6 separate regions of the Sus scrofa genome follow, and regions 2, 3, 4, 5 and 6 are each linked to region 1. The links are chromatin contacts, called in public Hi-C and promoter capture Hi-C maps. All regions are on one chromosome and are shown on one strand. The core of a region is the stretch at or near the end of the contact, and the rest is flanking DNA. Distances in the headings are between cores, read along the strand shown. Region 1 holds the start of GMPPB (GDP-mannose pyrophosphorylase B). Region 2 holds the start of CCDC71 (coiled-coil domain-containing protein 71). Region 3 holds the start of C13H3orf62. Region 4 holds the start of RBM5 (RNA-binding protein 5). Region 5 holds the start of SLC38A3 (sodium-coupled neutral amino acid transporter 3). Region 6 holds the start of GNAI2 (G protein subunit alpha i2).

Region 1 (2,700 bases), core at 188-2,687:
GCAGCTGTGGGAGTGGGCAGCTCATGAGCAGGGTCATGGCAGTGGTGGCCTGCCCTACCCCGGCCCACCCAGCAGCAGGCTTCTACACACCTGGATGCGCTGCAGCACTGCAGGGCTCAGGATGTACATGCCTGCATTGATCTTGTTGGACACAAACACCTGTGGCTTCTCCACGAACCGGTGAATACGGCCTGTATCAGCCTCACACACCACCACACCATACTTAGAGGGCTCCTCCACTTTGGTCACCTGAGTGCAGGGGGACCTCAGACCTAGTCCAGGGCTCCTGAGTCTTGAGGTACATGGTGTCTTATATCTGGGATTGTGCCCCCAGATGCATAAAGGCACATACTGCATGGTTCTGCACCCAAAACATTGGGGCAATTCAAAGCTGGGAGGTGAGAGAGGCTGGGGTGGGGTGGGTTATCGGAGAAGAAAGACCTGTTTCCTTACCAGAATGGAGCCCTCTTGGCCATGGTGGCGGTGGAACTGCACCATGGCTTGGAAGGGAAAATCGCAGATCACATCACTGTTCAGAACAAAAAAAGGCTCCGCAGTCTCAGAGAGCAGGTCACGGGCCAGTGCCAGGGGTCCAGCTGGGGAAGAGCAAGAGGTCACCATCATCTTCCAGGTCTGAGCCTCTGGACCCAGGCTCAGCAAGCCCCATGCAGACAGAGTCTTGCCCCTCTCCTGGCCCTAAACCCTCCCCAAGGAACCTTCTTGTCTCTACTGACCTGTTCCCAAAGGCTCCTCTTCATGGGACATGGAGATTCGGATTCCTAGCTGGAAGGAAGAAGGCCCCGTTAGGTTTCTCCTACTAGGGTGGGAAGCTGAGCGGGGACCAAGGGAAAAAGCCAAGAATCCGTGCCTCACCCTTTGCTCCTGTGCTTTCATTTCCTTCTCCAACATCTGAGACATATAGCTCACGGCCAGAATCACGTGATCCACGCCTGCCTGTGGGAATGAACAGTGCCGGCCTTCAGGCGGGCTCAGCCGAAGGCACAGGGATCCCTGCCCTCCTGTCGCTGGCCGTCCCTCACCCTGCCAAATCCCACCAAGACCCCGTCCCTGGGCCTTACCGAGGCCAGCGCCTCCACTTGATGCAGCAAAATGGGCTTATTGCAGAAATCCACCAGCGGCTTCGGTATGCTTAGCGTCAGCGGCCGCAGGCGCGTCCCGTAGCCACCCACCAGGATCAGTGCCTTCATTGCGCCTGCTGGAGGCCAGAGTGAGTCCCGGGCTCCGAGGTGTCCGCGGCCCGCCCAGCCGACCCCTATGACACCCTCCCGCTCCCTTCACGCTCCAGACTGACCAACTCTTGTTCTGCCTTGTCCGCCCAGTCCGCGTCGACGCTAAGTCCAAGTCAGCGGCAAGCTAGTACGCGACGCCGAAGCGAGAGCAGCGAGCTGCCAACTCTGGCTGGCGTCCGCCAGTGTATGACGGGAGCCCGGGCGGGCCAATCAGCTGCGGCATACGTGGCACGGCCATCGGCGTCGGGTCGCCGCGACGCGGTATTCCGGCAGACTCAGCCAATGAGAGCGGAGCGCGCCTGGCTGCCATGGCGACCGGGACCGGATCCGCGGGTCGGCTTGCCATTGGCGGATCCAAAGGCGGAGCTCGCGCCGCAGGCGAGGCTTCCGTCCTCTCGGGCCCAGGTCAGCCGCACCCCAGCCGCTTCCGGCCCCGCCCTGCCGGAGGAACTGGGGCGGGGCCGAGGGCGCGAGGAGGCCGGGCTGGGCTAGGCCAGTCCACCCCGAGTTTCTGGGTTTGTTTTTTTTTCAAAGACACGGACACGCCTCAGTTTCTAGCGGCTTTATTTTGACATACACGACCTCAGACACAAGCGGGGCGGGCAGCGCTAGGTGTACGGAAAGGGGCAGGTTCGGCCCAAGGCTCGAGCACCCCCTCTCCCGCGCTCAAGGTCCCAAGAAAAAGCAACCGCGCCCGGACACGGCCGGAGCCAAGTGTAGTATCCGGGTGCAGGGCTCGGGCAGCGTGGACAGGCTTAGGCAGCTTCCAGCAAAGTGGAGCAGAGAGTGGTCCTCGAGGCCAGGCCTTACAGTTCCCGGAGAAGCAAAGGAACCAGGACCTTCCCAGGATTCTCCCAAATTTTTTCCACTAAAACATTAAATCTGCACAAAGACCAAATTGAACAGCTCTAAAGTTCAAAGCATTCTGCATCTAGGAGTGTGCACATGGCCAGCCGTGAGCAAGTGAGCAGCAGCTACATAACTAGCTCAGGCCTTTGGCCCCTTAGGAGAAACCCCACGCCCACTGCACAGGACCGGACATGAGAGGGGTGGGGTCCCCAGCATGTTGCTACACTGGTCCCCTTTCTTTTAAGCACCGCCCATCCCACCCCGCTAGGGGGCTGGTGTCGACTTGGCCCAGGGAAGCACTACACAGAGGGGTCGCTTGAGCGCCCCAACCAGTGATCCCGTCTTGCACTTTGGTCCCAAGTTGGGGCTGGGGAAACAGGGCCTGGCAGGGACAGGGCTCTCTGGCATGGAGCAGGGCAAAATAGTGGCAAACAGCATGTGCAGATGCGCATGCCCACCACTCAACAGATAACAAGGCTGGGTCTCCCAAGTGTTTAAAAGTGCTGAAAGAAGGAGGGACCCTGCCCTGCGGGAGAAGCAGCAGATCCCAGCCCTGCTCTTCTCAATGCCAGGAAAACGCTGACTATAAGTGGGTACAGCC
Region 2 (2,700 bases), core at 21-2,520, 480 kb before region 1:
AGGGTCCAATTCCTGGCACTAGAGCCATGGAGACTAATCTTAAGGAAAGAGCCAGGCTCTCTTTCAATAAAAACTAAAAAGATGATGAGTAGCAGGTACTAATAACACAGCTCTAGAAAGTTAGGCAGCCAGGAGCCAAGCAGCCAGACCAAGAGTCCAAAATCTGACAATGGGAGCCAATGACTCCAAGTAAAATGGTTAAGATAGTAGACACTAGAGATTTGAGGTATCCTAACTAGGGCTTGGGCTGCAGACCTAGTTCAGCTCATTTGGAGCTGTCTGAGAAGACCCAAGTTGTCCAGGCTTCTCTGAAGCTGTGAGCTCTCAATCATGACTAGCCCAACCCAGCACCACACAGTTCCACCAGAGCATTAAAAGATCAACTGAGATGAGGCAAGTCCCTAGGGCCAGGAGGTGCGTCTGTGCAGTGTCTTCCTCCGCCCTAGTGGAGCAGAGGAATTATTCCGAATTCCCTGGAGGAAGTGCCCTGGGGCTCTTTGTTTGGAAACATTCTTTGATCCTCAGGTGTCTAGGCACCTCCCCTCTCTAGAGGCCATTCTCCAAGTACAATCCTCGCATGTGACTTTAGTTCTTTTATTTTATTTTTTTCCAGGGATTGTAGTTTCCAAAGCTGAGAACTGTACAGTAAGGAGGGGCCCACTACCTCCAAGAACACATATTGGGGGTGAACTGGGGGGCTCTTCCGCCCAGGTCGGTCTGGGCCCTTGGGAGCGGTCCTCTGGGAGTTCCAAGACACTGCAGCCTGACCCCTGACCTCCCTTCACACCTGCCCCCGAGACCGGCAGGGGAAGCTGGTGAACGACGTGGGACGGGATAGGCCCCATCCAAGTGGAACCAGGGAGGGGGCAGACCAGGACCCTCAGGCTGGGAGTCCGCGTCCCTGGGGTCCGAGCCGAGGGTAGGAGCGGGGGTCTTGGAGGCAGCGAAATGTACGGGGCGGGCGGTGGGAGCCCGACCGGGTCGCACAGCCCCAGGGTGGGGTCGTTGGGCACGGGGTGGGGGTTGGGGATCTCGGCCGGGCCGGCAGAGGGCGCAGGTCCCGAAGGAGCCAGCCGCCCGGCCCATCCGCCCTGCCGCCTCGCGGACGGCCCCTCCGCGGCGTGGCTAGGCCCACGGCCCCAACCTACCGGCGCCGCCGCAAGGACCCAAGACGCACCTCTGCGCCGCCTCCGCTGCTCCAACATGGCCGCCCGCTGCGCACCGGAAGTACGCCGCGCTTCCGCTTCCGGGACCTGGCCCGCCCCAGTGACCCTTGACCCCTCGAGACCCCGTTTCCCCCAAAGTCTGGGGGCGGAACAAGTAAGAACCGAGGAAGACTTCCTGGAGGAGGTGGCAACGAAAACTACCCTAAACTCTTGGGGGCCTGTGCAGGAGTTTGAGGGGCAGAGGTGCTTTCTGACGCTGCCCGAGGCAGGACTGCACCAGAGCCCAGACTAGCTTGGATTAGGGGCCTAACACCCTCTCTGAGGGGCCTGATGGTTCAGTGACATCTTACCAGGGAGGGTATCCTGGTAAGGTCCAAGCCATCCTTCACCCTCTAGTATCCCCATGAGCTACTGACAAGGTCTGTCTCTGTCCCATTTGCCTGACCAGAGGGTGAAAGGAGTGCACTCTGCCTGGGAGTGTTGCACAGGAGCCCCTTTATTTTGTAGCAGGGGTACAGCTTCTGAGGGCAGTAGGCCTTCTCTTCCTGAGAATGGGGGCCACCACATGTGGTATGAAAGGCTGGTGTGCACACATGTTGCATATAAGCCCAAAGTTATAGGCGTGTCCAATCTGAGAGTCCTAATATAACAGTGTGGGCCCGAGTATGTTTGCTTAGGAACATGCAGACAGTTGTGGTGGGAGGATCCTGGTCCAGCTTCAGCTCCCTCAATGGCAGGAAGCCTTCCCTCAAGTCTTAACTGTGCCCAAATTTCTGTTCTTTGGTCTGAGAGACTGGGGCCTATCTTTCCATCTATAACCTGGGGGCCAGCAGATGGGTTCACCACCCAAACAGCACCAGATGAGAGGATATAGGGGAAAATTAACACTAGGAGTCTGAGGGGGGCCAGAATGGTCTCTAGTGCTCTAACCTAAGTCACCTCTTGGTTAGGGGCCCCCCATACCAGGATGAGAACCAGCCTGGAAGCCCTTGTTTCATGGATGAGATGGTGGGGAAATTAGCACCTTGTTCAGTTCCTGAGCTACGAAGCAAAAATGCTGTCACAACTTTTGGTCCTAACATGTAGAGTGGTACAAATTTGGTAGCTGGGGCCAGGTGGAAGCTGGAGGGTGGATGAATGCTTCATCTGGGGGCTAGTTAATAGCTCTCCTCCCTTCCCATAAAACCCCAGGATTCTCTGGCTGCTTACAGAGGGGTCTGGGCACCTCTAAAGAGAAACACACACCATACCCTAGACCTCACCTTGTGCCCCTGAGCTTCCCAGGGCCTCAGCACTGATGGTGGGGTCTTCAGTGCCTTCACGCACAGTCAAGATGTCCAGAAAGAAATGCAAATTCAGAGTTCCTGCTGTGGTGCTATGGGTTAAGATCCATTGTTGTCTCTGTGGTGGTGCAGTTTCGATCCCCGGCCCAGTGCAGTGAGTTAAGGATCTGGGATTGCTGCAGCTGTGGCATAGGTCACAGTTGTAACTCAGATTTGATCCCTGGCCTACTTCCATATATATTGCAGATGTG
Region 3 (2,700 bases), core at 131-2,630, 400 kb before region 1:
GTTCCCAGGCTAGGGGTCTCATCGGAGCTGTAGCCTAAGATGACTTTTAAAACCAGGTTTTTTGGAGTTCCCGTCATGGCTCAGTGGTTAACGAATCAGAGTAGAAACCACGCGGTTGCGGGTTCGATCCCTGGCCTTGCTCAGTGGGTTAAGGATCCGGCGTTGCCGTGAGCTGTGGTGTAGGTCGCAGACGTGGCTCAGATCTGGCATTGCTGTGGCTCTGGCGAAGGCCGGCAGCTACAGCTCCGATTAGACCCCTAGCCTGGGAAACTCCATGTGCCGCAGGGAGGGGCCCAAGAAATGGCAAAAAAAACCAAAAGTAAATAAAACCAGGTTCTTTAACATTCACTCCCCGTTTTGGTACTGCAGAGTGGTTTCCAAGATTTGCTAGACATCTAGGATCCCTCACCCTTTAAAAACAAACACACACACATTTCCTGAAGACTGCCTGCAAACTTCTCCTCAGAAGTCATAGAGCTTCCAAGGAGAGGCAAAAGCAGTGTTACGGCCTCAATTTAGAATCTTCAACAATTTTTTTCAGATACAAGATTCCCTTAGTTGAAGCTATTAAACTATCAGATCGGAATCACCTTAAACAGTCTTTTCTCCAGTTCTCCCCATCTCCTACTGCTCTCCAAAGCTGTCTTTCAGGTGCCAAAATGGAGGAATGCATCAGTATGTTTTCCTTGCTGGTCAGAGGTTTTCTTTGGGGACATAGAGCCTGCGGCTTTGCAGTCACAGGAGCAGGGTTTGGTGCAAAGACAGGGCTCTCATTCTCAGGGTCACAAGGGACAGGAGAGAAAGGAGCCACAGAGGAGCAGGCTGCCAGCGGTTTCCTCCTGCAGAGGAGCCGGTGCACGGGGAGGGGGAAGGGAAGTCGCACCGCGTCCAGCTCCAGCCTCAGCGGGCCTGAGCACTCCTGGGAATGACTGACCCCTTCAAAGGCCCGGTCAATGGCCGCAGTCAGCTCCTTTCTGCATCTTCTCAGTTTTTCAGACATCTCCCTTAAAAGCGACCCGTCTTTATTGTGTAATTCACTGGAAATGCACAGAGCAATGTGAGAATACTGTTACATATGAGGAGGTAAACCACCCCCGAATGTGGTGTTCGCCACAGTTTCTGATTTCCTTGAGTTTGACGCACGACACAGGCCAGAGAGCAGGGGAACACTCCCGGCGCTGCCCTCCCACCCTACCCGTAGGGGCGGGTGAGGCCCGCAGTTCTCGGGGAGTAACCTGCGATCGATCGGACTAGAGCCCTGGCCCTCGGCTCAGCCCGCAAAGCCTTCCCTCTCAGGCCCTGGCCCACCTCCACACCGCACCCCGGCCGGCCCTCAGGCGCAGACCCGCAGCCGCGTCCTCACCAAGCAGCGAGCGAGTGAGACTGCACCACCTCCCCTGCCAACGGTCGCCCGCGTGACCAGATCGATGACGGAAGGCCCAACCCCCACGGCTCAGGTGAAAGGTCAAACAAAGAAACAAAAAAAGACCCGGATGACCTTGTTCTTAGAACTCACGCAGACTGAAGGGGAAGGGCCCCAGTGACGAGTGAACAACGGGTTCCTCACCGCGATGAAATGGGTCATGGGAGCGTGGTGGGGCAGGGGTGGAGAGAACTGGCTGGTTCTAACCGAAGTCAACGCCGGGAAAAGTTTCTCTTCTCAACCCACCAAAGGTACTGTATGGGACACAGTACCCAGCAGTTTCACATACTGACTTCTAAGTGATATCTAATAAAAATGTCACAGGGTATCACACTGCCTCAATTCATCAAGGATGCTGGGAGACATGACACAAGTACAAGGTTCCATAGGCGATTAAGGGGCAGGAAACCCTAATACCAAATATCTTCATTTCATTAGGGAGAAGAAAGCTGGAAATTCCATGACTCAAAGGGATACAAAAATGCATCTCAGTGGCTAATTTTTAGAGAATGATAAACCCATCTCAGTGCACAGTAAGGGAGAAGGGGATGACATCAAGTTTACTCGAGGCTTAGTTTACTGCAGGCAGACTACTGGGGGGACCAGTAATCAGCACCAGAATTAGAAATCCAAGAACTCAGGGCAGCTCGTGGCAGGTCTTCATGGCTGCACCAAACTCAATTACAGTGTGTTCCTCTCTGTTCTTTGGAATCCATCAGATATACTCCATTGTGCTACACCCCCAACCCCCACTCTGCAGCTCCAAAGGCTTACAGAAATTTCTCGCCACCTATATAGAAAGAAAAATAATTCAGCCTCTTGGTATAACCCTTCTGAGCAAAAACGGTCTTTTTTTTCCTTCTGTTCATAAGAGAAGGAAATTTCCTCATCTGGTTTTTAGAGGAAACACTAGCAGTCTTCAGTGTCAAAGGTGTTCTCCTGGGGGATTACACTGGTGCTGTGGTGCAGGGTCATGAAGCAACATCAGTTGGTGTCCATGCTGCAAGTCTCATCATCCCCCATGCCTTGCTGTGAGCTTCCTGGTCTCGTTCCTCCATCAGACGATCCAGGAAAACTGAGTGAAGGTGCCTTATAAAACTCATCATCTCGACGCTGGTAAAATAGCACGTAAGCTGCTTTTGTCTAAAACACAAGAGGGGAAATGTCCATTCACTGGTTGGAAAAATCACCCATTTCCCCCCACCTTTTCTCTGTTCAAAACACACCTCTCTCAAGGATCTTTCCCTGTTCAGCCACACACTGAAGTGACCGAGTGC
Region 4 (2,700 bases), core at 143-2,642, 330 kb after region 1:
CCAAGATATATTTTAAAGGTACAGTCCACAGGATTTGCTGACCAATTGGGTGCAAGGAAAAAGGAGTCATGGATGACTCTAAGGTTTTTGTCCTGAGTAACTGGAAGCAGGGAATTGCCACTCACAGTCCAGGGAAGGCTGTGAAGGAGACAAGGTTGGTTTTGGCTGTTAACTTCGAGATGCTCTTAGAAAGAAGACCAAGCAGGAGTTCCCGGTGTGGTGCAGTGGTTAATGAATCCAACTAGGAACCATGAGGTTGCAGGTTCCATCCCTGGCCTTGCTCAGTGGGTTAAGAATCTAGTGTTGCAGTGAGCTGTGGTGTAGGTTGCAGATGCGGCTCAGATCCCACGTTGCTGTAGGCGGGTGGCCATAGCTCCTATTAGACCCCTAGCCTGGGAACTGCCATATGCTGCAGGAGCAGCCCTAGAAAAGGAAAAAGACAAAAAAAAAAAGAAAAAGAAAAAGAAAGAAAGAAAAAAGGAAGGCCAAGTAATAACTCTTAAAATAACCCTGGTATATAACTTCCCTGAGCCCTTGCCTTAGACTAATATTAATGGAATGATATTCTGGACTGCCTTCAAGAATAGTCTTCAGGAGTTCCCGTTGTGGTGCAGCGGAAAGGAATCTGATTAGGAACCATGAGATTTCCGGTCCCATCCCTGGCCTAGCTCAGTGGATTAAGGATCCCGAGTTGCCCTGAGCTGAGGCCTAAGTCGCAGAAGCAGCTCAGATCTGGTGTTGCTATTGTAGGCCGGTGGGTACAGCTCTGATTAGACCCCTAGCCTGGGAACCTCCATATGCTGCGGGTGTGGCCCTTTAAAAGACCAAAAAAAAAAAAAAAAAAAAAAAAAAAAAAAAAGTCGTCTTGAATTTCCCGCGGGACTCAGTGGTAATGAACCCAATAGCATCCATGAGGATGCAGGTTCAATCCCTGGCGTTGCTCAGTGGGTTAAGGTCAGCAGGTTAAGCATATGTTGTCGCCTTGAACTGTGATGTAGGTCGCAGACGGGGGCTCGGATCCCACATTGCTGTGGCTGTGGGGTAGACCAGCAGCTGTAGCTCCGACTGGACCCCTAGCCTGGAAATTTCTCTATGATGCAGGGTGGGGTCCTAAAAAAGAAAAAAAAATCTTAATTTCCATAAACCTCAATTTCCTCACTTGTAAATGGGTTTAATACTCACTTCCTAGGTCATTAAAATAAAAATATATTATTTGTAAAGGTTGTGGCCCAATAATCTAATCTACTTTTCAATGATGCAATAGGCAATCAACCTATGTTCCTTCTCTTAAAGCCAGATTAATCGTGATGGTTTACATCCTATCAGTGAAAGCAAACTGTACTCTCTAAGACCTTTGTAGCCAAGGCAAATAATTACTTTGCCTAATAAAGGTGAGAGTTCTGCAAAAGACAGATTGAGGACTTGGCGGTGGTTTTGAAGAAAGAGAAATACGCAGGAAATTGACACTGGGCGTAGTTAAGTGACAGGCTGCCCTAGCGACCACACTTCCCAGCAGCCCTCGCTCAGCCAAAAACCTTCTGGATTGGACTTCTCCTTAGGAGGCGGGGGAGGAGGGGAAGGGATAGGCGCGAGGTACTGTGGGTAGGAGACGGCCTTCGACGGAGGCGCCATTTTGTGAAGCGGTGGACCCTGCTGCAAATCTGGAGCATAAAACCGCTACTGCTGCTACTTCTGTCTTTCTTGGGGGTAAGTGCGGCATCCACCCGTAATGACTGGAAGTTTCTGCTCTTGGGGTAGACTCTGTAGAGCCTTCCTGTCAGCCGCGGGCGGCGGCCCATCAGCCCCAGCCAGATCTCCCGAAGGGCTACCAGAGGCTTTGGAGGGCCGCGCCCCTCCTCGCCACCAGCGTTGTCAACTTTCAGAGGGCGTTCTGCCGCCCAGTTCGAGGCCCGCTTCTTTCGGGCTTTGAGTGTACCCCTACCGGGACGTGTTTCTGACTCCCCAGCTGAACTGAATCGTCGTCTGTTTCGGGTACTTCTCAGGGGCGCCCTGGTAGTCTCCAGCCGCCATCGCCCCGCAGCTTCGGTGAAAGCTGTTAGGTGAAGGCTGATCTTCGGGCTGGGAATCTCTTGGGGGAAGGCGCGTGTGCAGGCAGGAAGAGAAAGCAGGACGCCTGAGTCGGTCTCGCAGGCCGTGGCGCCGCCATCTCAGCCGCGACACCCCACGGAGGTGGGTCCGGGCACTGCCCAGGCGATCAGGGGCTGCATCAGAGATTATACCCAATGCCTTGTTTCTCCCAGATGGTTCTTTTCCATTTATTAATTCAGCAGATGTTCTTTGAACAGGCGCCAGGGACGGCTGTAACTAGTTTCTCGGACCTTACACACATCGAACGCCGTCTAGCTGTGTGATGTTGTATCACTCCCTGTGCGCCGCGGGGCCAGGCTGGCAGCCTCTGGGGTGGTTATTGTTACCTAGGAATTAAGTCATGTCGAGGTTTGCTCTTGTCTGATTGAAACAGCTTTGGACCAGCCGTTGCGTTATAAATGGAGTAGATTTCAGTCAGCTCAGCATCGGGTTTCTGAAAGATTTTAAGTTTTTTATCAGTAATTTTTAAACTTCATTTTGCTCCTTTTATTAATAAAGATACTTTGATTAATGTTTTAACTACCCGGTTGGAGTTGCCTTGATCCAGAACACAGAGAGCTGATTGCAGCTGTGCCCTTTTTGCATTGTAAT
Region 5 (2,700 bases), core at 7-2,506, 430 kb after region 1:
GTGCCTTTCCTCCCCTTGGCAGAGCCAATGCCACAGATTGCTTCTCCATCAGGTTTTTCCTGAGCTGCTTTTAGAGCTAACCTGGCAAGAGCTTTCCTGTCTAGAGGAAAAGACAGGCGCACCCAGAGACACTGAGGCTGTGGCCATGCAGTGGGGTGATGAAAGCAGCTGCAGTAAGTACAGGGAGAGCTGGTTCTTCCTGGGGGCTCAGGCAGGATTCTCAGAGGTGACCTTTCATTTGGGCTTTGAGGAACAAGTGAGAGTTCGCCAAGGAGGTGGGACAGGAACGTGTGCGGCCAACCAGGCAGTGGGGGATGAAGAGGCCAACTGGGAAGAGGAGCAGGTTGGGAGGATGTCAGGGAAGCCAGCTGGGTGCGAGACAGGTGCTTGCAGTGTGTCCAGGGAGCTGGTGGATAAAGATGCTAGGCTCTGGGGAGGACTGGGTTGGAGGTGAAGATGGAGCTCCACTGTAAAAGAGGGTCTGGGAGTTCCCATTGTGGCGCAGGAGAAACAAATCCAACTAGTAACCATGAGGTTGCAGGTTCAGTCCCTGGCCTCGATCAGTGGGTTAAGCTGTGGTGCAGGTCGTAGATGTGGCTCAGATCTGGCATTGCTGTGGCTGTGGCGTAGGCCTGCAGCTGTAGCTCTGATTAGACCCCTAGCCTGGGGAACCTCCATATGCTGCAAGCGTGGCCCTAAAAAGCAAAACAAAAGAGAGAGAGAGAGAGAGGGTCTGGGGTTTCTGTGTAGATGGTGTGCCAGGGGAGGTGCTGGCATGGTGAGAGGAGCCTACCTAGCTGGAGGTTGAGAAGATGTGACTAAAGAGGGAGGAACAGAGCAAAGGGCTGCCGGGACCCTGGAAGGAGGGTCTGGGAGATCCTGGGACCCTAAGTTCTGCCTTGTGTGTTTAGCAGTTTCTGGAGATGAGGGAGCAGAGGCAGGGGGCCCGGCTGAAGGCTGAGATAAAACTTCCTCCACCTTCCACTCCACGTGGCTGCCCCCAGTGCTGCAGCTATGTGGATGGATATTCCCTCTGGCCTCTGGCAGAAGGCGCCTGGTACCTCTCAGAGCCCCGTAACGGCTGCCAGATGTCCAGCCACCTCGGGCTGGGTTGGGAGATTCGGCAGGTGGCGGGAAAGGCCTCCGAGCTGTGTTTGCCCTGGCTGGGGCCCAGGCCTAGCATCAACAAACAGGCAGCCCCTCCCCCAGCCTGGCCACAACTGGCCCGCCCAGGGACCCCACATCACGCTGCCTTGGTGCCTCCCACAGCAGCCCAGCCCAGCCAGTCCCTGCTTCTTCCAGTTTGGATTGAGGACCCCAACACCCACATGATGAGTGACCTTGAAGCCAGGCCTGGCTCCTCAGGAACTGCCAGTGGGAACACCCAACCCTTGGCAAATGGCTTCTGTTAGCATCCAGGGTATCTGGAGATGGGAGGTGGGGGCAGATTGAAATGCTGCTCAGCGCCTCTCCTATGTGACTCTGTCCCACCGGCAGTCCTCAAGGCCCTTTGGAAGGTAAGAGTCTTGGGGTCTCTTATAACCAAGGTAAGCTGTGATCTGGGGATTACACCAGCTCCAGATCAAGAGGGAGAGCCAGTCCCTTCCTGTTTCTCAGCCATCAACAGGGAAGGAGCTTGGGTAGTTTAGGTTTTCAAGGATGCCACCATCCTAATGCCTTTCTCTTTAGTCCTCCCAGGCCCCTGGCACTCTTAGCCAAAGCTGAGTCCCCTGCCCTTTGCTCACAGCTTCCCCTTCACCCACTCCCTGAAGCCAGGGGAAAGGACAGAGCCATTTCGTGTAACACAGAGAGAAACTGAGGTGTGCTAGGGCTTGGCTGTGGTGGTGCCATGAGTCAGGAGGAAGAGAATTCTGGAGTCCTGACTCCGAGGGCAGGGGAGGGTTGTGGTTCTTTCCCAACACCGGGGAGGGGGGCATACATGAGACAGAGACTAGCTTGGCTAGGAACAGCAGAGGCCATGGATTAATCGGATCAGAGCCAGTGGCTGAGAAGCAAGTGACACAGCTGTTCTACGAACACCCCCGCCCCAATTCACCCCCAAGGTCAAGGCCTCCCCCAGCATCCCTGAAGGGGGGGCCTTAACACCCACCACCCACCTCTGAGCACCAAGGCCTTAGGGGAGAAGCAGGCAAGGGTGGGATAGGAGCTTCCTGCCAAGAACCTGGCCACCCTAGAAACCCCTTCCCCAAGGCACCAAGTCCCAGGCCTCACTGCCCATGGGCAGACACAGCTGTCTCCTATTCCTTAGAAATAAGGAAAGGGGGCATGGCCAGGGGGATCCAGGCAAGGCTGAGCACCAGCCGAGCCCGGCTCCACCCCTGTCCTCACTGCCCCAACACTTGTCTACCCGCAATCTCTTCTGAATATTTGGGAGTAAAGATAGAATTGATATAGGGAATGTCTGTCCTCACCCTATCCCACCTCTGCTTGGGAAGGGCGAGGCAGGCAGAAAAGAAGTCCCTTGTCCTGAGTGATGTCTGAAAATCCCCCACGGAAGGCACCCTTCACTGAGGCCCTGCTCCCACTCCTCTTGGTGAAGAGCCTCTTCTGGCTTCAGGGAAGTGAGGGCAGAGTCTTTCGGGGGTAAAGGGGGCAACTCAGAGACCTCGGAGAGAATTTGCTTTGGACTAAAGCATTTCCCCCCCCACAACATGCAACTGAGCCTCTTCCAGGGCCGCT
Region 6 (2,700 bases), core at 188-2,687, 460 kb after region 1:
GATTTGGCTCCAGACAGGAGGGAGCCCTGGGGAGACCAATGGAAGGCTTGGAGGACAATGGCTGCTCAAGGAGGGAGCAGATGAGATACGGACACACACACACACACACACACAAGGGAGCTGAAGCAAGGTGTGTGCCAACATGGTGAGGAGGAAGTCTATGCTGAAAAAGACTGTGGGTGGCCAAGCATTGATGACCAAATATTGGTGGCCAGTTCCCTTCCTGGCTTTGTGAACCTTCCTTGTCTTTGAACTGGGGCCTCGTTGCATCAGGTGACATCTCTCCCTATCTTTTTCCCTCTCTCTCTCCTCTTTGGGTCATGCTTGCTGGGTCCCAGGTTGGAGTCCCAGGATGGCTACCTGCAGGAGAATACCTCCCAGAAAATCAGAAAAGGATGGATGTCTTGGATGATTAGAGAAGTTATCCCAGTTGAATGAGATAGTCTGGGCAAAGGTGGCATTAGACCTTTTTCTCTTTCTTCTTTTTCTTTTTCTGTCTTTTTAGGGCCGCACCTGGTGCATATACAGGTTCCCAGGCTAGGGGTTAAATTGGAGCTGCAGCTGCCCGCCTACGCCACAGCCACAGCAATGCCGGATCCGAGCCGCATCTGCAACCAACACCACAGCTCACAGCAACGCAGGATCCTTAACACACTGAGCGAGGCTAGGGATCGAACCTGCGTCCTCGTGGGTACAAATCAGATTCCTTTCCGCTGAGCCACGACAGGAACTCCTCTCTGTCTCTATCTCTCTTTTTTTAACTGCAGCTTTGAGAGAGAAGGGGCCAAACCCACTTTAAGACGAAGAAAAGCGGCAGTCCAGAGAGCCTCCGGGGCGCTGTAGATCCCAAAACAAGTTTATTGGGTTCATTAACTTTAACAAATGACGAAGACACGCCTCCTCTACTCATCTCGCTCGACTCTCAGAAGCTTGGAGGGCTGGTTCCTGCTTGGCCCGCGAGGTGCACCGGATCCTCATCCTCGGGCTACGAGATCCGCCCGCCCCCGCCGTCGGGCAGCGGAGCTCCAGGCGCTCCGCACCCAATCGGAGCCCGGCCCCGCCTGCGATCAAAGCTTCTGTGCTAGGCTCTACCCCTACAGCTATCCCTTGGCGTGGCTCCGCCTTCAGCCCGCACCGAGTTTGGGCTGCGCCTAACTTCTCCCTCGAGCCAATCACTGACCCCGGGTCTCCTGTGGCCCCGCCTCCGGGCCCGCCCCGGCCCAGTCCTCGGCCAGACTAGCTCGGGCCCCACCCCCGGCCCGCCCTGCCGTCGGTGCGCGGCGGCCTGGAAGGCACCGCCTGCAGACGCTCGGAACTGCGGACCCGAGAGCTACCCGTAGAGGGCCGGCGGCGGCGGGAGCCGAGTGGGTCGGGCGGGGCCGAGCCGGGCCGGGGCCGTGTGGTGGCCGGGCAGCGGCCGGGCCGGCGGACGGCGGGATGGGCTGCACCGTGAGCGCTGAGGACAAGGCGGCGGCCGAGCGCTCCAAAATGATCGACAAGAACCTGCGGGAAGACGGCGAGAAGGCGGCGCGGGAGGTGAAGTTGCTGCTCTTGGGTGAGGCCGCGTCCTGCGCTGGGACCCCTGATTCCCTACCCAAATTCCCTACTTTGACCTGCGGACTAGTGTTTCGAACTCCCACACTCGGCCTGGACTTAACCCCGTAGACCCGCCTGGCAAGGACATACAAATAAATAATGGATCAAAACTCAGGGTTGGCCTAGACCTCTCAGATCCAGAGCCCAGACTCTAGATCAGACTCAACTCATCCCAAACCCCGGGCCCCCAAACCCAGACACTGGTGCCTCAACATCCGCTGCCCAGAATTCTGTCTGACCATCCACCCTTACTGACCAGCCTCATAGACCTTCGGAGCCTCTGCCTTGTCTTTACATCCTTACCTAGACTTTACCCAAACCCCCAGAATCCCATTCAGACCCCATCCTCAGGCACCACCTGTTCCCTCACTAGCTCCCCCTCTTCCTATTGGGCATGAGTATCTCCAGGGGCCCCTCCCAGGCCCCCACTCACTCCCTCCTTTACCCTCTGTGCCTCATCTTCATTCTAGACCCTATATCCTCCACCTGTGCACCTTGACCCCAAGAGACCTCTCAAGTGGGATTTTGGTTTGAACTTATCAAATGAGATGATTACTTAATAAGCTCTCCCTCCAGCCTTTAGAGACCCCCCCCTGCTCCCTGCTCTGCCTCTGCCTCACCGACTCCCTCTCTGCATGCATCTCACCTCAGATCCTCTGCTCCCCAGCTCTTAAGTCCTCTCTCACACTCTGGTCTTTTCTAGATTCCCCCACTCTTCCTGCACCAGGTAGGCTGAGCTGGGAAGACAGGCCCCAGACACCTAGGGGGCTGGACTGAGGCTCCACTTGGTCACATCCGGGAGGGGACCAGGCCTCAAGCTTCCCAGAGAGTTCTGCGGGCTGTCTATCTGCTTCCTAGTTTCTAAGCCCTGTCTGGGCCGGTGGGTGGGGGGAGGGGGTGTCTGGGAGTAGGAAGGAGTGTGGAGGAGTTCGGGTTGCGTGGCCTCCAAGGCCAGGGAAGATGGTGGCTGCTTGAGGGGTGGGGGGAAGTGGAAGTGGTGAGACAGCCGACATATTGCTGCCCCCGGCGGGCAGGCCAAGGAGATCTGCTGACGGGTGTGGGCCTCCCACACCCCTTCTGGGCCCAGCGGCCTGGGACATGGCC

What was found. Promoter capture Hi-C pulls out the DNA fragments that hold promoters and counts their contacts. A called contact is a pair of places that touch in the nucleus more often than the background predicts.
Region 2: a promoter capture Hi-C map of fetal liver shows a contact between it and region 1, with 3 times the contacts expected there. The contact joins the promoter of CCDC71 here to the promoter of GMPPB in region 1. A contact is called at or near these places in 1 of 5 promoter capture datasets (fetal liver) and 1 of 47 Hi-C or Micro-C datasets (liver).
Region 3: a Hi-C map of liver shows a contact between it and region 1, with 2.9 times the contacts expected there. The contact joins the promoter of C13H3orf62 here to the promoter of GMPPB in region 1. A contact is called at or near these places in 1 of 5 promoter capture datasets (fetal liver) and 1 of 47 Hi-C or Micro-C datasets (liver).
Region 4: a promoter capture Hi-C map of liver shows a contact between it and region 1, with 4 times the contacts expected there. The contact joins the promoter of RBM5 here to the promoter of GMPPB in region 1. A contact is called at or near these places in 1 of 5 promoter capture datasets (liver) and 2 of 47 Hi-C or Micro-C datasets (embryonic fibroblasts and heart right ventricle).
Region 5: a contact with region 1 is called in a Hi-C map of liver, with 2.9 times the contacts expected there. The contact joins the promoter of SLC38A3 here to the promoter of GMPPB in region 1. A contact is called at or near these places in 2 of 5 promoter capture datasets (fetal liver and liver) and 1 of 47 Hi-C or Micro-C datasets (liver).
Region 6: a Hi-C map of liver shows a contact between it and region 1, with 6 times the contacts expected there. The contact joins the promoter of GNAI2 here to the promoter of GMPPB in region 1. A contact is called at or near these places in 1 of 5 promoter capture datasets (liver), 4 of 47 Hi-C or Micro-C datasets (embryonic fibroblasts, fetal skeletal muscle, liver and 1 more) and 2 of 2 datasets of contacts at active chromatin or transcription factors (alveolar macrophages and skeletal muscle).

What each region holds. Positions count from the first base shown.
Region 1 is chr13:32,251,718-32,254,417 of Sscrofa11.1, forward strand. GMPPB (GDP-mannose pyrophosphorylase B) reads right to left here and starts at 1,438. Exons shown (of 10, transcript NM_001244541.1): 1 at 1,313-1,438; 2 at 1,080-1,216; 3 at 874-954; 4 at 735-783; 5 at 454-596; 6 at 91-249; 7 at 1-4. The coding sequence starts at 1,208. It overlaps IP6K1 (inositol hexakisphosphate kinase 1), which reads right to left. Exons shown (of 5, transcript XM_021068778.1): 5 at 1,798-2,700.
Region 2 is chr13:31,769,990-31,772,689 of Sscrofa11.1, forward strand. It overlaps CCDC71 (coiled-coil domain-containing protein 71), which reads right to left and starts at 1,271. Exons shown (of 2, transcript XM_005669536.3): 1 at 1,178-1,271.
Region 3 is chr13:31,847,445-31,850,144 of Sscrofa11.1, forward strand. It overlaps C13H3orf62, which reads right to left and starts at 1,381. Exons shown (of 4, transcript XM_013981667.2): 1 at 1,309-1,381; 2 at 591-1,037. The coding sequence starts at 1,000. USP4 (ubiquitin specific peptidase 4) reads right to left here. Exons shown (of 22, transcript NM_001243188.1): 22 at 1,811-2,566. The coding sequence ends at 2,408.
Region 4 is chr13:32,578,388-32,581,087 of Sscrofa11.1, forward strand. RBM5 (RNA-binding protein 5) reads left to right here and starts at 1,393. Exons shown (of 25, transcript XM_005669588.3): 1 at 1,393-1,707.
Region 5 is chr13:32,681,875-32,684,574 of Sscrofa11.1, forward strand. It overlaps SLC38A3 (sodium-coupled neutral amino acid transporter 3), which reads left to right and starts at 1,257. Exons shown (of 16, transcript XM_005669590.3): 1 at 1,257-1,517. The coding sequence starts at 1,431.
Region 6 is chr13:32,711,436-32,714,135 of Sscrofa11.1, forward strand. It overlaps GNAI2 (G protein subunit alpha i2), which reads left to right and starts at 1,438. Exons shown (of 8, transcript NM_001123116.1): 1 at 1,438-1,555. The coding sequence starts at 1,438.